2 separate regions of the Zea mays genome follow, and region 1 is linked to region 2. A link is a contact called in public Hi-C data. All regions are on one chromosome and are shown on one strand. Each heading gives the region's core, a stretch centred on a gene start, on an enhancer-like site or on the middle of the called end of the contact. The rest is flanking DNA. Distances are from core to core; before and after follow the strand shown. Region 1 holds the start of TAC1 (Protein TILLER ANGLE CONTROL 1). Region 2 holds the start of LOC103647997 (NC domain-containing protein-related).

Region 1 (4,245 bases), core at 1,624-4,123, 140 kb after region 2:
ACACCCGGTGGGTGCGCTCGCGCGCACCCGCCGGAACAAAATGTAACCGAGGAAGGCCGGTCCCCTTGCAAAAAAGTGCGACAAAGCCTCCAAGCGCGTACCAACACTCCCTTTGAGGCTCGGGGGCTACTGTCGGGGACCATAATTAGGGGTACCCCCAAGACTCCTAAACTCGGCTGGTAATCACCATCAGCACAAGCTGCAGAAGCCTGATGGGCGCAATTCAGGTCAAGGCTCCATCCACTCAAGGGACACGATCTCGCCTCGCCCGAGCCCAGCCTCGGGCAGGAACAGTAGACCCAGGCGGATTCACGCCTCGCCCGAGGGCCTCCTCAAGCAACGGACGCACCTTCGACTCGCCCAAGGCCCAGCTCGGGCAGGCTTCGCAGTGAAGCAACCTTGGCCAGATCGCCTCGCCAACCGACCATATCGCAGGAGCATTCAATGCAAGGATCGTCTGACACCTTATCCTGACGCGCGCTCCTCAGTCGGTAGGGCCGAAGTGACCGCAGTCACTTCGCCCCTCCACTGACTGACCTGACAGGAAAACAGCGCCGCCTGCCCTGCTCCGACTGTTGTGCCACCCGCAAGGGTGAGGCTGACAACAGCCGAGTCTAGCCTCAGGCGCCATAGGAAGCTCCGCCTCGCCCGACCCCGGGGCTCGGCCCCCGCCTCGGCCTCGGAAGGTGGTCTCTGCCTCGCCCGACCCCAAGGCTCGGCCCCCGCCTCGGCCTCGGAAGGTGGTCTCCGCCTCGCCCGACCCCAAGGCTCGGCCTCAACCTCGACCTCGGAAGACGGTCTCCGCCTCACCCAACCCCAGGGCTCGGCCTCAACCTCGACCTCGGAAGACGGTCTCCGCCTCGCCCGACCCCAGGGCTCGGCCTCAACCTCGACCTCGGAGGAGTCACCGCCTCGCCCGACCTTGGGCTCGGACCGACCACGCCACAGGGGGGTACATCATTACCCTACCCCTACCTAGCTCAAGCTACGGGGAACAAAACCGGCGTCACATCTAGCTCGCCCCGGTAAACAAGTAATGATGGCACCCCGCGTGCTCCCATGACGACGGTGGTTCTCAGCCCCCCACGGAAGCAAGGAGACGTCAGCAAGGTCCCGACAGCCCCGACAGCTGTGCTTCTACAGGGCTCAAGCGCTCCTCCGACGGCCACGACATCACATGCACAGGGCACTAGCACCTCTCCGACAGCCACGTTGGCATGTAGATAGGGCTCTGGCTCATCTCTGCCGGACACGTTAGCATATTGCTACACCCCTCATTGTACACCTGTACCCTCTCCTTACATTTATAAAAGGAAGGTCCAGGGCCCTCGTATGAGGAGGTGGCCGCGCGGGAGGACGAGCCTACGGACAGGCTCTCTCCCTCTCTCCCTCGCGAACGCTTGTAACCCCCTACTGCAAGCGCATCCACCCTGGGCGCAGGACAACACGAAGTCGCGGTTTTCCCCTCTTTGTGTTCCGTCTCGCGCCGACCCATCTGGGCTGGGGCACGCAGCGACAATTTACTCGTCGGTCCAGTGACCCCCCGGGGTCGAAACGCCGACAACCAGCTTCCTGGTTCCTGCGCAGACAAGCTGCAAATTGCAAACACTAGCTTTCTGGTGTTGCAATTGGCTTCCTGTTGGCCAGCTGTTGATCCTGTTGAGCGCGAGAGCACAGACGAGTAGTAAGTTCAGTTAGTGCATATAATTACATACGAGTAAAAATGGCTAATCAGGGACAAAATACATGAAATTAGATTAGAAAAGCAAGACAATACTTTAAATGGTAGTATAATCAAGTAGAAGATGTTTGCAGTCCTTTTTTGCGACGTAAATCTTTCGGATGGCAATATTGCGAAGCGCTATATTTAGAGTCCCAAATATACAATTATCTCTTCCGTCTACCTCTCGAGTCTCGACCACCATCGCCGCTCTTCTTCCCCCACGCTCGACAACCCCTTCACCAAGGCTGGTGTCCCATTGTCAATTGTCGAAGCGCTCGCTGTCAACTGCAGCGAGTTTTACCCGGCCCTGTTGCTCGCCGCCAACTTCGCCGCCCGCTGCTGCTTGCGCGCCGACGCCAAGACCTTAAACCTCTCTGGCATGGCTGCGCCACATGCGTCGTTGGCGTGAACGCCGCGAGGAGACTCATGCTCACACACGCCACTATCTCGTATGTCGTTGTTGTCAGCACCGAGTTCTTCATCGTCGGGTGGTACACCAGCAAGGACGAAGGCAAAGCTGCTCCTCAACTACTACTACCTCTGTCCCACAAAGAATGTCGTTTGACTTTTTGAGATAAAGTTTAACTGGCTCGTTTTATTCAATAAAATCATAATTATTGTTTATTTTCATTATGATTTAGTTTATCATACCATTTACTTTAACTATAAACTAAAATTTCTATATTTTCACAAATATTTTGAATAAGATAAACTGGTCAAATTGGGTCTAAAAAAGTTAAACGACAACATTTCTGGAACGGAGAGAGTACTTCCGTGGCCAGGTGCTGCTCGTGGGGAAGAGATGAGAGAGAGGAAGAGATGGAGAAAGGGTAAATACGAGGTTGACCGGTGGGATGTATATTTTATTGGGCTATGTTGTATTTTATTTTTAGAGCCGGTAGCCAAACACTCATTTTGGTTAACTATAACTTCACTCAGAGCTTACTCCACTCATAGTCTTTAGTCTCTTAGAGTGGACCAGCTTCGACCAGAGTTAGAAACATTCCAAATAGGCTCAATATGAATCGCCCTACCGTGCAGTATCAAACCACTACGGATCGTACCGTTTGTCGGCCTATTTAGCTCGGCCCAGATGGACCCCATCCCATCACCTCCCGCCTGACCTCCCTCGAGCTCCTGCCGCGCCTCCCGCGGGGCCCTCGCCTGCCAGTCCCCGCTCCTCCTCGTCGCCCTTTTGCCCTCCTTCACCGAGGCGTTATTCCACGTCTCGCTCCGCTGCCTCCACCGCTTCCGCTTCCCCTGGCGCCCCCCTCCCGCCGCACCCTCCACTACTACCCCCGAGGATCCTGAGCAGCTCTCCACCTCCCCCAAGGTCCCCGCGCCGTTCACTCGCGTCATCATCCCTGATTCAATTATGGGGCGAGTGAGGCCTCAGTGAAAGAATTTACTTGGCTTGAGTCAGGCCAAGCCAGTGCAACCAAAACTCCATCTTTTGTCTCCTGGACCATTCAATTATGGGGCTAGTTCTTCATATAAAGCCATGCCATGCCTTTGAGGCTAATGCTACTGTCTGCCTCTCTCCTGTGATTTCAGATTGGTCCTAGAGACATGGGCCTAAAGGTGATTCAGTTTTGCTTACGATGCACTCCCTGTCAGTATTTGATCTGTGCTATCTTTGCAGTTTCTCTTTATCCTGTTGACCATGATATTGAAGCTGCTATTCTTGTATTGAGTGCCTATATTGTTAATGATCTACATGTTCTCATGAATCATGACACTGCCAGGTGTTTCATTGGTTGAATCGGAGGATGCATTCTAATACTGAGTACTGCAGCATCCATGGTAGCAAAGGTAAGCATGTTCCTAGGATGCCTCTCTTTTATGCGATCTAATATACTTTTCTTTGTTCTTATTTTGTCGACTTCTTTTTCTTTGGAATAATGCAACAGCCATGGAGGACAAGGACTCTGTGCCTCATAGTGTGGTTGAGAAAGATACTGAAGCCCTTCTGCTCCATGATGTGCTTCTTAATGGTATACTTGCAATTGGCACACTTGGCCATCACGTGGACTCACTTTGCCCTGTGGCTTGCATTGAAGAAGATGATCTCTTTATCATGGATGATGAGAAAGCAATTGTGGAAGAGAGAGATGATGAGGAACCCAGGAATGATCAGGTGAAAGAAGATGTTGCATTGGAAACAGAGCCATGTGAACCAGTATGGCCTATTGTTGAGCCTGCTAAGATGCATTCATTGTCAATGAAAGAAGACAACTTTACATGCTTTGTAGCAGAAGAAATCCTGATACGTGAGGTGGAAGATGGGGGAGGTGCTAATATCCAGGAACGACCACTTCTGATGTTAGAAAAGGTGGAGAAAGTAAGAACTACACTTGCTGATTTATTTGCAGCAGAAGTATTCTCATCAAGTTCTCCAAGGGAGTATAGTTGCCAGGATATCATTGACGTTGCTGTGGCATCCACTTCAAAGCATGCATCATGCATGGAAAAGATGCATCAAAAGAAACCAAGGAAGCCAACACCAAAACCACTGAAAGCGA
Region 2 (4,492 bases), core at 1,335-3,834:
GCCCCACCCAACCACCCACCCCAAAGCTGTGTTTCACACTCACCTTCCTCGTTTCCTCTTCATAGGGAGCAAGGACTTCGGCTTTTCTGACCGCTTGTTAACTGATCCTTCGTCTTCGACAAGGTGGAAACCGGGGTGTGATGACAATTTCTCCACCTCAACTTTTGCTACGTCCTTCCTTACTCCTATGTCGGTAATGTATCTGCCAGCACAGTACATCCCAGCTGTGACGGTGGCCATTCCAAGCGGGCCAGCAGCCAGAAGCTTGAACGGGGTGGACAGAAGAGCTGCCAACGGCACACCGATGGCAGAAGAAGCTTGCCCACTAGTCCCAATGCCAGGATCCTCGACCGGTAGAAGCCCAGTCTTGCAGTAGAGTGCAAAGTCTTCACAGTTCTTCTCGAAGATATCGTAATTTCCAAAGCCCTTCTGGAGCAAGCACATGGCTCGATGGACGACAACCTCTGGTGGGTCTGATTCGGCAGTGGTGCAGGTCCCCCCACGAAGCTTTGCAAGGAAAACCGCAGATGGCACCCCATACTCGAAGCAGTAGAGGGAGCCACTGCGGACGAAACAGTCCAAGCAAGTGAGGACGACGCCACTGCTGGGCAGCTGAAATCCACAGTCAGGGAATGTTGGGCACTCTGACGGAACCCCTGAGATTAAGCTGGAGGTGAAGTCTGATGAATCTGAACTTTCGGTTTCTTTCTTTCGCGTAAAATGGACCACCTTGCTTCCTCCAACATAGATGCCTGAACATACACGAGAAAATTGCTTGAGAAGCAACGGAAAAGGAATTTCGAAACGGCAGTTAGCGATATATCATTGCTTTACATATTGCCCTGGTGTGGACAACATGCTGATGTTCTCTTAGTAATGGATAATTTGCTTTGCTGGAACATGTAAAAATGCTATTAGTTGGCAAAGTAATTCAGAGCCCAGAGAGGGTGTATGATGCAAGAGAAGAAGCCAAACAGGGTTGTTCCAACAAATCGAGCAGCTTTTCGTGCAGGTGCAGGTAGCGCAGCAGAACCCAGATCTTGTCCTCCCAAGATATGGGCCTCACTAAATTACCATAAAGGACCACTTTAATTTATGGAGTTGGAGTAGTAGAACATGGCATCAGCCAACAGTAGGCACTCACTGTGGAGACACACTGTCCCTATAGCACAGTTGTGACACTGTAGAAGGGTCGTCTAAGCTTCCTAAATGAGGGTCAAAAACCTCTGTTATCTGAAACGAAAGAGATGCAAAGTAAAAGTACTGTGGTAAATAAAAGAAAGTTACGTCAACTAGTAAAGGTGACTGAAACAACTTAATTAGCATAGGATGCTTTGGTGGTCGGAGTTTTACAGCAGCTAGGACTAAACTAGCCATTTATCAGGCACAGTAAAGTATGGGTCAACCTTATAGCCTGCGGTGTTTCTTTCCTGCAAGTTATCTCAGTTAACAATAAGGCTGCTCCACACTAAAAACAACAAATCACAGAAACAGACAGAAACGTTGGTAAACAGTAGGTGAGCAGCAACATGTACCGTTTGTTCTGGTTCTGCATGGAAAGCAGAATAGTAGGACACAGTGACAAAGCATGTGGCATCCTATCCATCTGGAAAGGTTTGTGTACAGAGAATGGTATCCTCACTGGAAGCCCCATCTCCATGCCTAACCAGGCGTGGTGAGATTAGATGGAGTTGAAACATGGCATCATGTGTGTGTGTGTCCCCCAACTTATTTGTCGGTTACAGAGTTGCAGTAATCCACTGCCACCAAACTGGTGCCATCAAAAATCTCAAAAAGAGTAAAATAGTGGAGGGCATACATAACCGCATAGGAATCGGCATGGTTTTTGCAGGGAAATTTCTGCAGACAGGAGGACGACGAAAACCTCGCAGATTTAGCTTAGCTAATTGAGGCGAACAATGAAGCGGCATTCGCGCACGATGAAGCCAAACTGAGGCAGGGCGGGCGAGCCAGAATTCCGGTGAACAACTCACTTTCACTTGTGCACATAGCGACTCGCTTCGGCGAACCGGAGCGGCCGATCGGGTGGCCGAAGGCGGCACTTGGCTACTAGAGCTCGTGAGGACAGGAAAGCTTGTCGCCGTCGGAGGAGGGGATTGAGGAGCGTACCGTGGTGGGAGTAGGCGTAAACGGCCCGCCAGGTGTAGATGTGGTCGCCGGGCCTGATCTCCGACCGCTCCACCCGGTTCGACAGCAGCCCCATCCCGCTGCCTCCTTCGCCCGCGCGTCGGCGGCCGCACTCGCACTCGCACCCCCGCCGCGCGCCTCTAAAGCTCTAGCACAAATACCCCGTCCATTGCAGCCCGCAAGGGGAGGCGGCGGATGGTGGACTAGTGGAGTCATGCAGAGTTGTTGTTGTGCGCAAGCAGGCTTCCGGGCTATATACAAAGCCGAGACGAGACGAGAGGGGCAGAGGAGTGGAGGTGGGAGCTGTATAAAAGCGGCGTCGGTGAGACAGGGCCGGCCGGGCCCTGATACGACGCCGACGGTGGTGTAGGTAGGACGCGCGCGGGGGTGCCTAGAGGGTACGGCCGTACAGCGGTACAGGACCGGACACCAACCTCTGTCGCGCACCGCACCGCACCTAACCGAGCCGGCGTGGCACGAGCTCCCGATGTTGATCGCGGCTCCACTCGCTTTTGTAGGCTAGATGCTTCATCAGCTCGATGCTTGTCGTTGTTTTAAAGCTTCATTCGTAGATGGTGATAGGTGATAGTAACATTTTCGAGGGAGGCTGTGTCGCGACGAGAGCAGTAACGGGTTGATGGCGTCTTTCGGACCTGACCTGATCCGCACACATACTGTAGCGGCAGTTTCAGTTGGACAAGGTAGCCACATCTCAGTGCGGCGCTGCAGCAAAGCGCCGCCGTTTTATTTTAGTTGTCGTCGCTAGTGCAAAATAAAACGAGTCATAATAGTTAGTTGAAGTAAAAAGTAAACTACTATTTTTGTTCCTTGCGATAGGTGTTTACCAGCTGGAGCAGAATCTATATAAGATTGGGTGAAATGCCAAGGTCTAAGCCGAGACGTGTGAAAGGGCAAAATCGTCAATTCATATGTTCCTTAATCTGCACGAAGTTGTTGGAAACGACTTGTAAAACGAAACGGAGGGAATAGCTGACAACGCACTGATCGCTTTCGAAAGTACGCATGATGTCATCTAGATGCCATCTACTTGACACAGCATTATGCTCCAATCCATCCTCAACCTGGCAATCAATTATGCGTGGAGTGTGAATTTGTAGAGAGAAAAAAGGCATCATGGGTACGTTTGGATATTGCCCAAAGTTACATGCATTGGCCGACCAAAGTTTGGCGTCCATTTTGGCTGCCCAAAGATTGGCAGCGAAAAAATAACTAAATAGTTGGGTATGTGGCTTTGGCAGGCCAATATTTGACATCCATCTAAATATACAAGTTGCCAATGGTCAACGACCTTTTTTTTGGTTTGGATGCCCATGGAAAGCAATCCAAACGTACCCCATATGCATGCAGGGTACGTATGCAAAGGGCGACAAATATGCATCTGGAAGGGGCCCTTGGATCCCTAGAGTTTTCTCTGAACTCTAGCTTCGAAACTTAAATACCCTTCAGAAATTGGAGGAGAAACAAACTCATTTCCATCTTAATCCTCTCCAATCTCCAAGAAAATTTAAATTTCCAAACTAGCCCCCTCGGATCTTGTTTGGATGTTCTAGTATTGATCCTTATTGAGATAGATTGGGGTGTAAATTAAACCAATTTACATCCCAATCCACCTCAATACATACGGATTGAAGTGAATACTATATTAACCAAACACAGCCTAATAGAGTAAGATCCCCTCAAGACTTGTTCGGTTAGAGATGGATTGAGGATGATTGTAGCTTCAAACCGAATAAGGCCCAAGGGGGTGGAGTCAGTTCCACTGGGTTACTACTTGCTAACCTTCTGAATTCAGATGGAACCGACTAGGAAAGGATCACAGTAAGCTAACATGTATGTTATGTCCGGTTGTGCTGATGTGGAGGCCATATCCAGGATCATATTGCCCGCGAGGAGAACTGAAGACTTTGTCACATGTCAACCCGATTGTTGGGGCGAAGGCGAAGACACCACCCTTCGCTTGATGCCTTCATCAGCCTCGCTGCACCAACGGAGACAAGACGACTGACAGACTTACCCTTCGTCCCACGTGTCGCCGGACGAAGGCATGTGACGAGGTCGTCCCATCTCGCGGCCTCGTCCAGCATGGAGGCCCACGTGTGGTGTTATTGGCCCAGTCCAGTCGACGACGAAGTCTGCTAGGACTTGTGACTTGATGGCTGTCCTGGGCCAATAACACAGCCGGACCCGTCCGCAGAGAAGGTGTGGACAATCCATTGCGACGGCGCATGGTGTCATGCGTGGGCAGGCGCCGCTGCAGTCATTACTTCTCGCGCTGGGCCGTGAGGCAGTGTACGTTTCTTTGTCTGGGAACGAAGTCTCTTTC

The links. Hi-C and Micro-C count contacts between places; a contact is called where the count stands out from the background.
Region 1: a contact with region 2 is called in a Hi-C map of leaf, with 6 times the contacts expected there. The contact joins the promoter of TAC1 here to the promoter of LOC103647997 in region 2. A contact is called at or near these places in 2 of 25 Hi-C or Micro-C datasets (both in leaf).

The regions. Positions count from the first base shown.
Region 1 is chr2:201,149,349-201,153,593 of Zm-B73-REFERENCE-NAM-5.0, forward strand. TAC1 (Protein TILLER ANGLE CONTROL 1) reads left to right here and starts at 2,874. Exons shown (of 5, transcript NM_001177173.1): 1 at 2,874-3,304; 2 at 3,469-3,535; 3 at 3,634-4,245. The coding sequence starts at 3,293.
Region 2 is chr2:201,010,450-201,014,941 of Zm-B73-REFERENCE-NAM-5.0, forward strand. It overlaps LOC103647997 (NC domain-containing protein-related), which reads right to left and starts at 2,585. Exons shown (of 2, transcript XR_004856407.1): 1 at 2,131-2,585; 2 at 1-1,233.